2 separate regions of the Zea mays genome follow, and region 1 is linked to region 2. The links are chromatin contacts, called in public Hi-C maps. All regions are on one chromosome and are shown on one strand. Each heading gives the region's core, a stretch centred on a gene start, on an enhancer-like site or on the middle of the called end of the contact. The rest is flanking DNA. Distances are from core to core; before and after follow the strand shown.

Evidence for each region. Hi-C and Micro-C count contacts between places; a contact is called where the count stands out from the background.
Region 1: a contact with region 2 is called in a Hi-C map of bundle sheath, with 3 times the contacts expected there. The contact joins the promoter of LOC103653849 here to the promoter of LOC103653847 in region 2. A contact is called at or near these places in 3 of 25 Hi-C or Micro-C datasets (bundle sheath, ear and endosperm).

Annotation. Positions count from the first base shown.
Region 1 is chr4:154,278,106-154,284,680 of Zm-B73-REFERENCE-NAM-5.0, forward strand. LOC103653849 (SAUR11-auxin-responsive SAUR family member) reads left to right here and starts at 5,261. Exons shown (of 1, transcript XM_008680658.4): 1 at 5,261-6,546. The coding sequence starts at 5,542. The coding sequence ends at 6,141. It also overlaps the pseudogene LOC109945837.
Region 2 is chr4:154,051,772-154,058,478 of Zm-B73-REFERENCE-NAM-5.0, forward strand. It overlaps LOC103653847 (NAC domain-containing protein 7), which reads right to left and starts at 4,025. Exons shown (of 5, transcript XM_008680655.2): 1 at 3,476-4,025; 2 at 3,193-3,330; 3 at 1,332-1,517; 4 at 968-1,242; 5 at 1-791. The coding sequence starts at 1,491. The coding sequence ends at 156.

The DNA.
Region 1 (6,575 bases), core at 4,011-6,510, 230 kb after region 2:
GTTATCGCCCTTTTTATGCCTATTTGTCTTTGTTTCTTCATTGTTCCCTCTTGCAGCAGTAGTCCTTCTCTGCGGCACCAGATCATGCCTTTCACTTGTTGCATCTCCTGCCTCAACTACATGGACATCATCTTCTTCATGCGTCGGCAAGGTTTCTTTCACTTCATCTTGTTCATGTTCTATGTTGACAAACTCATCTCCATTTCCTACTTGAGTAAGATCTGGAAGTTGGGTGGAGGTGTAGTTGTAGGTCCCTTCAGTTGTTTGCCCTGCACAGTAAAGTTTTACTAAAAAAGGGTAGACAACATAACATATTGGAAAACAAGGACATTGTAACGAGACTAACCATCATAAAGCTCCCCCAAGGCCTCATATAGAGGAAAAACTTGTTGCGGAACTTTTTAGCCTTAGGATGAGAAGTCAGTATATTTTTCCATAAAGCTGGGTCAGCCGTAATTCTCCCTGTCTTCTCATCAAAATGAGCTCCACTTTGATTCTTTGCATCCTTTAGCAACCTATAGTCCCTTTTCAACTCTCTTTTCTTATCTTGTATTTGTGTCTTTGTGAAACAGACATATTGTTCCCTCCGATGAAATTCCTTGACAATTTTGTTCCATGCTTATGTTGTCCATCCATTTTGACCCCTATAATCAGCTGTCTTGTGCTCATGCAAGAGGTCCACAAGAGTCTTCTCTAGAGTTAAGTTCCAAGCAGCTCTTAATTTCTCTACACAAGACAAGGAAGAAACATTAGCTGTCGAATTCCAAGAGGCTCTTAATTTCTCTTAATTTGTCTACTTGCATACCTTTTGGAGAACCTCCATGTTTTCTTGGATCACCAGCTTTAGGAGAAGGCTTCTTTGTTACACTTTTTGATAAGAGCATGTTGATTCTTGGAGAACCCCCTCCAAACATGTTAACTGATATTATATAACACAATATTAAACCAAATTTCTATGCTGAAAACAGTTAGCTGAAATTTCTATTCTGAAATTGGAACTAAAGAAACAAATAAATTTTTTATTCTGAAAACAGTTAGCTGATATTAATGAGAGCTAAGAGAGGTAACAATGTGACAGTAAATAAAATTTAGCAAACAGAGCAACATATGGTCTATTCCAAACTAAACCAGAATACATGAGGGCTAATAGATGTGCCAATTTTTTAGACAAATGTGCCACTAATTTCTATGCTCTTGGTAATCATTCCACATTTCTTGTGCTATTGCATCTCTAAGATTATTGCCTTGGACAATTACTTGATCGTTGCCTTGATCGCCATCCGATAGATCAATAAAGTTTTGTGGCGAAATATTATCTGGTTGATTATCTAACCATTCCTCATCCCCTTTGAGTGATCAGATAATATTGTGAAGTACAACAACTGCTACTGGTATCTTCACTTGATTCCTTATTTTGTGAAATGTGGCAGCTTTTAGGATGGGAAAGCGCTTCTTCACAGTCCTTTCAACATGATTCCACGGTATGGCATGGCGATGGTTAAATAACTCCTTGTAGTTCTGAGGTCTACGGTGACCTTGCCCATATTCCTTTAGATGGTATCTAACTCCACGATAAGGTGCGAGGAATGACATGGTGTTAGCATACCCACCATCAACCAAATAGAACTTTCCTAGAGGTACATGGAATCCATTGTTCATTGCAGATCGAAGAACTCTAGCATCCGTAGCTGATCCCTCCCACCCAGTAGACATGAAAGTGATATTTAGGTCGAAATCACAAGCTACCATCACGTTTTGGCTGAGAGTTCCCTTCCTATTTCTAAAAGGAGCAGCTTTGTCAGGTGAAATTGTAATGGGCACATGAGTGCCATCAGTTGCACCGATGCAGTTCTGCACAAGAAAACTATATGTGAATTTTTAAAATTTGGAAGAAAATGAATAGATATTGGGCAAGGATAGAAATGCCATCACCTTGAAGTAAGGATAGAACCTAGGATTCCTTTCAATTTTCGGATGTACTTGAATTGGAGAAGGAGGCTTCAAAAATCGTTTGGCAAGGAAAGGGACAACTATGTCAAAAAATGTTTTATATGATGGTGGAATGTGTCACTACTATGCCCAAACTCTTCTTGCAGATCCTCAAATGAAGCATTATGGCTTATCATGTATAGAAAGAAGCCGAGCTTCTCCTCAACTTTTATCCTTGTGTCACGTACCAACCTTTCCTTCCTAAGATAGCTGGCTAGGGCTCTAAAAATTCCAGGTTCCATTCTGAATGCTACTCGGCAGTTCTTGACATGCCCTTCAAGCAACTCTAAAACATGCTCCTCGCCAAATAGCTTGGATGTGTGTCGTCGTTGCTTAACTCTCCTCCCTTTAAGAGAACTAGAACGCAACAAATGTAATGCAGGAAGGAATAACATCATCAAATCATCATCATCCTCATGTCTCCTCTTCCTAATGCGCTCCATTAACCCCATACTCATTGCAAAAAATGGGGGTATCGGGTCCCAAAAAGTACCTCTCGGGGATGGTATCGGGTCCCAAGACGGTGGGGGTTGGTCTTCTCCAACTCTAAGCGGTGCAGGTACAATCTACAAAGAAAAGGTAGAATATTCAAATTAGTAATATTTTTGAATAAGTGGAACTGAAGTACTATTTTCATATTAAAAGAGAAATGCACGTCACAAATAAACAACATAGCATGACTTGACGTGCATAAACAGACAACTTGTGGCTAGATAAAAATAGGGAGAATATACTGTAGAAAAATTTAGAGCCTTGCAGAAGCAACAATACTGCTTACAATAAACAAAGGAACTAATGTTGTCTCTACCAGCAAAACAATGCATACAAATCAGTCTTTTTATTTTTGCTTCTGCACTGCAATGAAACACACAATGTACAGAACAGAAGATTGGGAGACGGTAGTACTTCACAATGCATAGAAGATTTATGATCATAATCCATGAGAACTAGTTTCAGTTAAATAAAGAATGCGGCATCAACTAACATGAACTAACATGAGAACAGGGGAGTAAAGCGAAGGGTGGGGCGCTGTCAGGGGGAGCATGTGTGCGTCCAGCTTTTGTGCAGCGGAGCATGTGTGCGTCTAGCTTTTGGGCAGCAGGAGGAAAGGATCAGTTCATGTGTGCGTCTAGCTTTTGGGCAGCAACAACCATGGCACCGGAGCGGGCAGACTACAACTTGGAAACAAGGATCAGTTCATCCGGACTCAAAACATCTCAAGCTTGTAAGGGAAAATATATGGAGCTAACTACAAACAACAAAAGCTCTGTGGGGAAATATATGTAGCCAACAACCATGCGAGGAGCAGGCTCGCTCGACCATGGCGCGGCTGGATCTAGATCCGTCTAGCCAGATTTGCACAGTGCCACAGTTTGCATGGCTTGGCTAACGGATCGAGCGGAAGGAGGGCACGGAACACGGCAAGATTGTCGCTCTAGTGCTTAATTTGCGAACTGGCAGCTCTGCGAGTCCCTTGCGGCGGCAGTACTTGATTTGCGAACAAGGGAGATGTAGATCCTTGCAGCGGCAGTACCCTAGGACACAGATTCGGAAGAGGAGAAGAGAACGAAGGGAAGGACGAACTCACAGGAGAAAAGTTCGCCGACGAAGAGGGCGGTCCACGGCGGAAGAGCCCTTGCGTCGTCGTCGTCACTTCCTCCAGATCACGCGCCGCCGCCGTCGCTTCTACACCTTGGCCGGGATAGGGTTCCACGGCTGTGGAGTCGTGGACTGATTCCAGGCCGGTATTGAGTTTTTTCGTGGGTATTGGGCCTGATTTGCAAACAGGCGTGGGCTAAACGAACAGGTATTTTTTTGGGCTTGTATTTAATCCAGCCATGGATAACACATGTGGATTCGATCATCATACAGGCCATTTCCAGCCCAGCCGAACAAGGCCTTATGGGTTCTTTTGTGTCATCAACCAGGGGTGACGGCAGGGGGGGGCACAGGGGGCAATGTCCCCCCTAATGCTCCCCTAATTCTATAGGAGATGCTAGTTTTTTAATCTAATTCTCATGTAAATAGTGTAAAATGCTTCTAATAGCCCCTTAATCTAATTTGCCCCCCTAATTTTGGATCCGGCTTCGCCCCTGTCATCAGCCTCGTCAACAGCGGCGCGATCCAATAACTTGTTTAATTGCTCAAACGATTTTAATTGAATCATCCTCTCGCTAGCCCTGTACGAGCTTGTTCAACAAAGTTTTCACCATAACTGGGGATTCGCTGCTACTCCCACGTACGTATAAGCCTTGAATGGCACTTACACATATCTGTGGCATGCCTCTGACTTGCAGCATCATGGCCGTAATTAGTATTTGGTAATGGCTTATTACGGCTCGGCTCCGTAACAAGAGGCTGAGACCTAGGCTAGGCGGTAATTAATGGTGTGTTTGGTTTGTGGAGTCACTCTATGCTTTATGAGTTGATGCATTATAAATTTATTCCATCAATTTTGTAGAATCAACCTACTTCTCATGTATATACCGTATGTAAAGTGTTTTTTTCATGGCGACCGGGTTGCGCACTTTGCAAACACTTCCCGTCCGTAGCCCTGGTACTGTTTGGTGTTATGATGAAAGAAAAAAAAGAAGAGACGCCTCACGTTTGTTTAGTACCGCATGAGAGATTTGGCAAATGTTCATTGGGCCACGTTAGCAGTGATCTGTGTTCCACCTAAAGCAAGTTTAATAGTAGAGCTATTGTTGGCCGCTTTACCATGTCATCTATAATCAACAATAAACACACTTATATAATAAAGTTGACTCTAAAATTAGCTCTTAGATGAATCATTTGTCTTCTTCTCTTTCGTCCTTTTGTCTTGAAGTCCCTGCATCACCTAATTCTCTCATGAGAGCCAACTTCCTCTACTTTTTGATATCTCTCTTTTACATAAGCAAAAATATTATGTAAGTAGACTTAGAGTCCATTATTGTATTTGCTCTTACGTGACCAAAATGAAAGAGAGGGAGACTTGACCCACATGCCCGGGCCCCCGACAACGAAAGAAAACAAAGCTAGCCAAGCCGTCCCGTCCCGCATAGTACGGTGCACCGTGTATTCCCACCGTCCAAAACCACCATCCGGCAAACGAGACGACGGAGAGCCCGGAGGATCGTCACCTCGGGCGAATCTCGCCATGTTCCACTTCCAGGTCCCAAAGGCCAGAAGCGCTGGAATCACGGCCACGGCCAAAACGATAAAAAAAAAAATCTCCCCTGGCTGGCTCTGCCCCACGGGAGCCGAAGGCGGAGTCAGCTCGCACCCACACGCACAGGCGCTCCTGTCCTGCCGCCCGCGTCGCGCCCACACGCCATTCCTCCGCGCACACCACAGCACAGCACACAGCACAGCTCCTCCCCTACCTATAAGATAACCCGCGCTGTCGCGCTCCCTTGCCAGTTGCCACCAGCCACTAGGACGTCGCTGCTTCCACGCCTCCTTTACTCCTGCTCCAACGGTGTATTCCAAGCACAGCGAGAAAGCGGAGACCTTTGCGCGAGTGCGCTCTCGTTCTACCTCCAGCAGCAGCAGCAGCGGCGCCGCAGCGGCATGCCGAGGAGACGGCACGGAGGGTTCCGGCTCGGCTGGAAGCTGCTCGGCGTCTGGTGCTGGGCGGCGCTCTGCCGGCGCCGCCGCCGCGGCCGCGGGTACCTCCGCCTGCACCCGCGCCAACAAGGAGGAGGCAGCGACAGATCCCCGCCCCTCCAGGCGGGTGTAGCAGCGGTGTGCGCCACGAAGCAGAAGAAGCAGCAGCAGCAGCAGCGGGATGACTCTGCCGACTCGCCTCGGATGCTCACGTGGGGGCGGTCGCTGGCGCGGCGGATGAGCCTCCTGCGCCGGCGTGCGGGAGAGAAGGGCCGGCTGCTGGACGACGAGGATGCCGCGGAGGCCACCACGCCCAAGGGGCAGGTGGCCGTGTACGTGGGCGGCGCCGAGCCCGGGGCAGAGTCGATGCGGTACGTGGTCCCCGTGGTGTACTTCAACCACCCGCTGTTCGGGGAGCTGCTGCGCGAGGCCGAGGAGGAGTTCGGCTTCCAGCACCCCGGCGGGATCACCATCCCGTGCGCGGCCTCGCGCTTCGAGCGCGCCGCCGCCGTGGCCGCCGCGGGCGGCGGCGCCGGGAAGAAGGTGCCCGCTGGCTGGTGGTAGTGGTAGCAGCATGTGGCCCACACGGTGGCCGCTGTACATACCACACGTGCATGCCCCTGACCCTCTTCCCCTCAGCGGCTCAGCCTCAGGCAGGAGGATCCCGATTCCCATGGGGAACGATCCTTCTTCTTTTTCTTTCTCATTAGTTTGACTCTCTTTTTTTTTTTTTTTGCCCCCTTGCTCCGTTTCCTTGTGTCGACGGTCGATTGACCATGTGCATGAGATGCGAGGAGGCATAGTTGTATTTTGAGAGATCAGAGATGAACAAGGCTATTCTAGGGTCAGCAAGAACATGTTCTGATTCTACGTACGTCAGGTGTGTTCTGATTGTCTTTGCAACTAACCCATCGACGATCCAGACCTCCTGTTAAAACTGATCAGGACAACAAGGCACAATTAGATGAATCTGACGATGACATTGATTTGAAAACTCT
Region 2 (6,707 bases), core at 2,775-5,274:
CACTTCGGTTACGTGTTTATTATCATGCATGCATGTGTATATTATCATGTGTCAGCATGACAAGCATTATATTGCACGCTATATATTTGTACACTAAATCAGGTTTGGGAGGCATATATATGGTAAACTCGCAGATGAATTGTATACGGCATACGCTATTTCCACATGTTCGCCTCGCCGCCGCCGCCACCAGACGCAGACGTGGAGGCGTAGTCCAGTGCTTCTTCCGGCTGCTTGTTCTCAGCCTGAAATAATGCCTGCCCCGGGTTGGGGTAACCATCCTCTTTCGCCATGCCGTCGCCGTGGCTGAAGAGCTGAGACGCGACGAACTTGTCGAGCACTCTCCAGTCGGTGACCGAGTCGTCGTCCATGTAGGCGGCCTCCGTCGTCATGGGCGGCGGTTGCTGCGGGGTGGTGTTGTACCCAGAAGCCTCGTCGGGGGACTGGAGGCTGCAGCTGCCTTGGTCGATGAAGGCGGGAGGAGGAGGCTTGGGGCTCTCCACCAACTGAGGGAGCTGCTGCAACAGGGCCTCTTGGCTCGGCTGCAGAAGGTGATGGTACTCCAGCTCGGGCTTGCAGTGGTAGAGCTGCTGGCCGCTGTACAGCAGTGGCGCTGCTGCTGCCGGGTTTGGGTGGTGATGCATCAGCTGCCTCGGCGAGCCAAGGCCCGCGGGCGCCATGAAGCCGCCGGGGACGTGGCCATCGAACCACGGCGGCGCGCCGTCGGCCATCCGCCGCACGGCCTCCACTCGCTTCTTGATGAACACCCTGCAGACCACCCATCCTTCCTCCTGATGAACGACCAATTCGTGCATCGTCCACGTACGTACGTGCAAGCAGGAGGAAATGCTGTCGTCAGCTGAGCTGAATGGCATGCTCGATGACTCGATGGACGATTTGTTGTTCAGCTTGCTAACTAGCTAGGGATCGTACGTATCGGATCAGGCAGGGCGGCAGGCTTACGTACAGGGGCGGCGGTCACGTTCTCGGTGGTCTCTAGGCGGTACTCGTGCATGATCCAGTCGGACTTGTGGCCGTTGGGCGCGCGGCCCCTGTAGAAGACGAGCGTCTTCCTCATGCCGACGAGGCAGCTCTTGGTGTAGATGGGCTTGTCGCGACCCGTCGCCTTCCAGAATCCGGCGGTGGTCGCCCGGTTTGTGCGGGTGCCCGTCGGGTACTTCTTGTCCTTGTGGCTGAAGAAGTACCACTCGTTCTGCTCCTCCGTCCCGATCTTGCACTTCTCTGCATGCCCATTCCAAAATGCATGTGTCTATTTAGCAGCAGCTATGTATGTATATATATACTTGTTTCAGAATTAATGTACTTCTTACCTTGGAGATCCCAGGGCTCAATTTTGTACAGATCGACGTCTTTTATGACGTCAAGGTCGATCTTGTTGGACGCCACCTTGTTCCTCAGGTAGTAATCGACCAGCTCCTCGTCGGTGGGGTGGAAACGGAATCCAGGGGGGACATGAGAGAAAGTGTCCATCCTTTCGATCAGAGGATCCCTAGTAACTACACGGAGTAACATGACATAGATTCAGTACAAGTTTCATCAGCAAATTAAACATGCCAGTGCTATGCACTGATGCACTAAACTAGCTAGTTTTTCATAGCCACGCACACGTAAAAGGTTACCTGGCCTGTCATACCACACGCTCTACTAGAGTGTGGACACCCGATAATCATGCTAATAAGAAGCCATATGAGAGAAAAATGAGCTATTATATTAGTACCACATACTGGGTATATAAATGTAGGTGCCAACACTAGTATGCATGACACATCAATGCTAAGGTTTGCTACTCGTATTAATAATACCTTTTTTTAGCTAGTGATACAAGTAAATACTTTATCAATCTTAATTAACAATTGATAAAGGGTGCAAAGGATTAAGTTAGACCGTTTAATTTGGATGCATAGGGCTAATAATTATTACCCAGAATTTTTAGCCACATTAAATTCAAACATGAAGGTAATTAATAGGTGAGCTATTTTTTTTAGCCAAGCCTTCGACTAGTTGTTAGCAAACTTGCTGATCAACCCTATCTAATCCATATTAATTTGTACTATCAGCTAATAACTAGCCCTAACCAATCTAAACACACCCTTAATAATTCTAATAGAGAAGAACCAATGCTGCATGATAGCTAAACTTAGCACACAAACCAGGTGAGGAGTAGAAGTTTCATTTCATTTCCACTGGGATGATATTTTCAGGGGGGAAAAAAGCGAGCAATCATGGCAGTAGATAAAAAGTAGACACTTTCATCATGTATACGATTACAAGATTAATCCATTGGCTCTCCTTGGTTCCTTTTGTGCCAAGGAAGCTAGCTCAGTGCACATGCGGACCTTTGTGCTGAAAGAAATGTAACCGAAACAGCAAGAACATGCATCAGCTAGCGCAAAAACGATATTTCTTTGCCCCAATAGATATGATGATAGATTATATGGCAAAATAGTTTTAGAAAAGATTAAACCTAATATTTGGGAATGTTCGTATTAATACATATAACTGGAGAAAGGAAAATTAATACACCGAAATGCACCTGCATGCATATATCTTTCAAATTGAGAAAAAAAAAAGGCACGCGCGGTGCACACACACAATTACAGAAGATAGAGGGCCGGGTCCGTTCTGACGACATAAAATAACATATTAATATATCAGCCTAATTAAACTGAAACATCCTCTCCATGAAACAAAAGGAGGTACGGTAATGAGGGGGAAAAAACCAATGCAAGAGAAGAGAATCTGGCGGCTCCTTCAAACACTGGAAGTTATTTGTAGAAATTCCATAAGAAATATGGTTCAAAATTTCAGAGACATGAGTTTGGGAACACTCTATTATAGGCCTTATTCCGTTGTTGTCTACATGCATGCTGGATCTCTGTTATCTAACCTTGTTAATTTTACACAACAGAGATATATATTAAACACTCTAGGCCTTATTTGGGGGGTGCATGAATTTGGATTTTGGAAGTTAGCTAAGGAATGTACGCGCATAATTAACCTAGCTACCGAGCTACTAGTATTGGTAGCTGGGAACCGGCAGTGTCGTCTGGTGGCACACTGCACTACACACAGCAGCATCGATCCAAGAACTAATTAAGCAAATGAAAGAAGCTAATAACAATGCACTATATATACGCATATATGCACAGGGAGAGGTGATCGAAGCCTCACCAAGCGTGTGCGTGCGCCAAATTTATCTAGTTCGCCCAGATCGAGTCCACCAGTCGAGAGCCAACGACGACGCTTATAAGAACACAAACTCACAGTCACAGCTCCTGAACAGTAGCCTGCCACGCACCTCTTGTAACCCTGCTTGGGCCCCGGGCGGACGAGATGGATCAGGCGATCAGCTAGGCACCACCCTTCACCCAGTCAGTCGTACTCTCGGTACAAACGCCAGGATGAGAGGGAGAGGAGAAGAACAGACATGTATGAGTTTGGTTTGGGGGCTTACCACCACCAAGCTGTAGGTTGCCTCCACTTTATATACCAGCAGCTAGCAGAAGCAGCAGCTGTCGTCCAGGTCAGGGACTCAGCAGCAGCTAGCAAGGCAGCAGCACGCTGGATCGATATCGCTTTCACCGCCCAGGCCGGGGAACGAGAGGGACGACACGGAGACGGAGCGGAAAGCGCGGATGGATTGCGGGCAAAGTCTGGGTGGAGGCAGAAATCCTGGGATGCCTGGATCTGCCTGTGCCCTTTCCCGATTGGCCTGCCGCCCGCCCGCGTTCCTTTCCCCCACTGTAACCGCCACCACCTCCACCCGCCACCAACAGCGACCGCCCGCGCGCGCGACTGTTTGCGCTAGCCAGCAAGCAGCTCGCCGTCACCTCGATCGCGCGCCCGCCTGAGGCGGCAGTGGCCCGGGCAGCCCCTGCACTGCACGTCTCTGTCAGGCGCTCTAGCCGCGTCCCGGCGACCCTTTGGCGAGAGAGGGATATGACTGAGAGGGACAGGCAGAGACGCCGGGAGCGCGGTGTGGGATGGGATGGAGATGGAGTGGAGTGAAATGTAACGGGGGAAGCCGAGTTGCGCCCACAGCCCACTTATATACGGCTTCGTGGCGCTGGCTGGAGAGGGCCGGTGCCACTGCTGGAAGCTAGCTTTAGCTGGACTGGAGAGTCCTGGAGGAGGCGGAAACACCACTACTGCTAGAGTGGAGTGCTACTGTGCTAGTGCTCTCACGACTCAGCTCGGCGTTGGCTCTGCGAAAATGCCACATGCACCAGGCACAGGCAATCCTCGGTCGTCGTAGCCTCGCCTCGTAGATCGTAGCTAGCACTCTCCCTCGATATAGCCATATAGGTCGATCGGTACGGTGCGCCGTAGTTCATAGCATCGCGCTAGTAGCTAGGGGTGGCCTCCTGGGCCATCGAGTCCAGGCTTCTACTACTGTCTACTGAAGGAAGCCGTTCTCCAAATAAATGGAAAAATCCTGTGTGAAGGAAGTCAAACATCTTAACCTGTCCATTAGCAGTGTGCCGCAATTTAGAATACCGCATTTCCTATTCTTGAAAACGAATTAGCAGCGAGAGAGATCGAAGATGTTCAGTCCTAAGACGGTAAGGTTGAGAACAAGTTTTGATAGTTGTATTTAGATTAGATGCATGCTGGAATAATATAATAGTGTTGGCGCCAAACATCGGAGATGAACCACGTGACGGTACTCTCTGCAGAGGCGCGGATAGTACGTGGCACTAGATCGTACGGTCCACAGCCTTTTAGTGAAGATTGACGAACCAAAAGCCTATGCACTAAGCCTGATGCAAGTCACCAGCTTTTCAATTCGACAGGGTGACCATTCAATAGAGCTCTAATGCATAAAGGCCGTTTTGGATTGCATCTTTCTCGGGCATGACCATCTGATCAAAGGATTAAAATGTATAAACGGAGGTGCCCCAGCCTGAATAGGCAAAGAGACTATATGTACCACGGGTTTATTATCGTACCATTCCACTATTGGATATATAGGACAATATATCGACGATGAGTAGGTGGGTGGAAAGTATCGTGGTATCACTGGATGAATAGGTGATGCTTATTGTGTCGCCTTTCAGCCGTTTTATTCAGACGTTTTCTTTTAGCGGTTGACCGAGGTTTCTTTGTTGGTCGATCGCGTAGAACGACCTTCTTGCTAGCATATTTGGAGAGCAATTGATCAAAAATAGGACCGGCTTTGACCAGCCGACCATGTGTGTTATATGGGTGTTTTCCCCTGTGTCTCCTTTTTCGCTTTATGTGGAGGCTGACGACTTTGGCCATGGGCGGATTGTCCGGCTGAGTTAGCCAGACCGTCTGTTTGAGCACCGGACCGTCCGCGCGCATGTGCTGGACCGTCCACGATGCTCGAGCCAGGGAGATTTGCTTGGCTACTCGATTGAGCCTGCCTCTCGACGTCTCCAGACTTGTTAGTCTTCTTGTCCGGAGCATTCCGAACAATCCCTCCTCGTGATATATTCGACATGTGCGAATCACCAATGACGATGTTTTTGCCTTTGTCTTTATCGGCCACTTCTGGCCGAACCAAGACTTTTATGCTTGCTAGTTCTATTATATTGACATGAAATAGTTGCATGCCCACTTGCATCTCCTAAAAACATAATCGGCTCTCATTTATGGCAGATTATATCTGTTGACAAAAAATGTTACAATCATTAGTGGCATGGGAAAAAGAATTATACCACTTGCAATAAGCACGTCTCTTTAACTCATCTAGAGGAGCAAGAGTATGAGTTACTTTAATGTTGCCACTTTTCACTACTTCGTCAAATATAAATCAGTCAACCCTAATAATTCATATTTATCGAAAAAGAAATGCTCATGAAATTTCCTTTCTAAATTCTAGGAATTAATGGAATTAGGAGGTAGGACGACGTACTATGCAAAATCGATACCAATAAGAGATAAAGAAAATAAACAAACACGAAAGGCTTTCCCATCGACCAATTCACTTAGATGTGCTAGGAACTGGCCTACATGTTCGTGTGTGCTTCTACCACTTTCACCACAAAACTTGGAAAACTCCGGTATCTTTGCCCCTTGTGGGTACATGACAGTGTCAAACCAGTGATCATATGGCTTTTGATATGGCTGCCTACTCTGGCTACACTAACTCTGAGCCTATCTCCAAATATTTTAGCCATCCCTTTCCTAATTTTCTCCATTGTGCCCGATGGCAGGCCACCAAACTCTAGGCCGTGTGGCTCATTTGGCCGGGCATTCTTATGCTGACCTTTCTTCCGTGGCCGATCGAGAACGTTACTGGCCTGTGTTCATATGGTGCGATGTGGTTTAAATATGTAGGGGGACGAACGTACTGCTGATGTGGTATGTAATAAATCGGTGCATAGTGTGCAACAGTAGGTTCTGCGTATATGTATCCGGACAGTCCGAACCAGGCGGCGGGACAGTTCGACGCGATGCCAGACCGTTCGATGGTAAATCTGAACTGTATGGTTTAGTTCACTACTATCGGGGCGCCACATGGTGGTCCTGGTGCAGCCCCGGACTGTCCGGTAGGAAAAGCCGAACGATCTGATGGTGTCTTGGGGCGGCGATCTGCCAAGCAAGGATGACAGTGATGATATTTGTCCTGTATATGAATTGAAGAGATGCAACCTCGATCTCTCCATATTTGACAACCTTCTGGTGACGATCCACTGAGAATTGTGATAAGAATTTCTCCT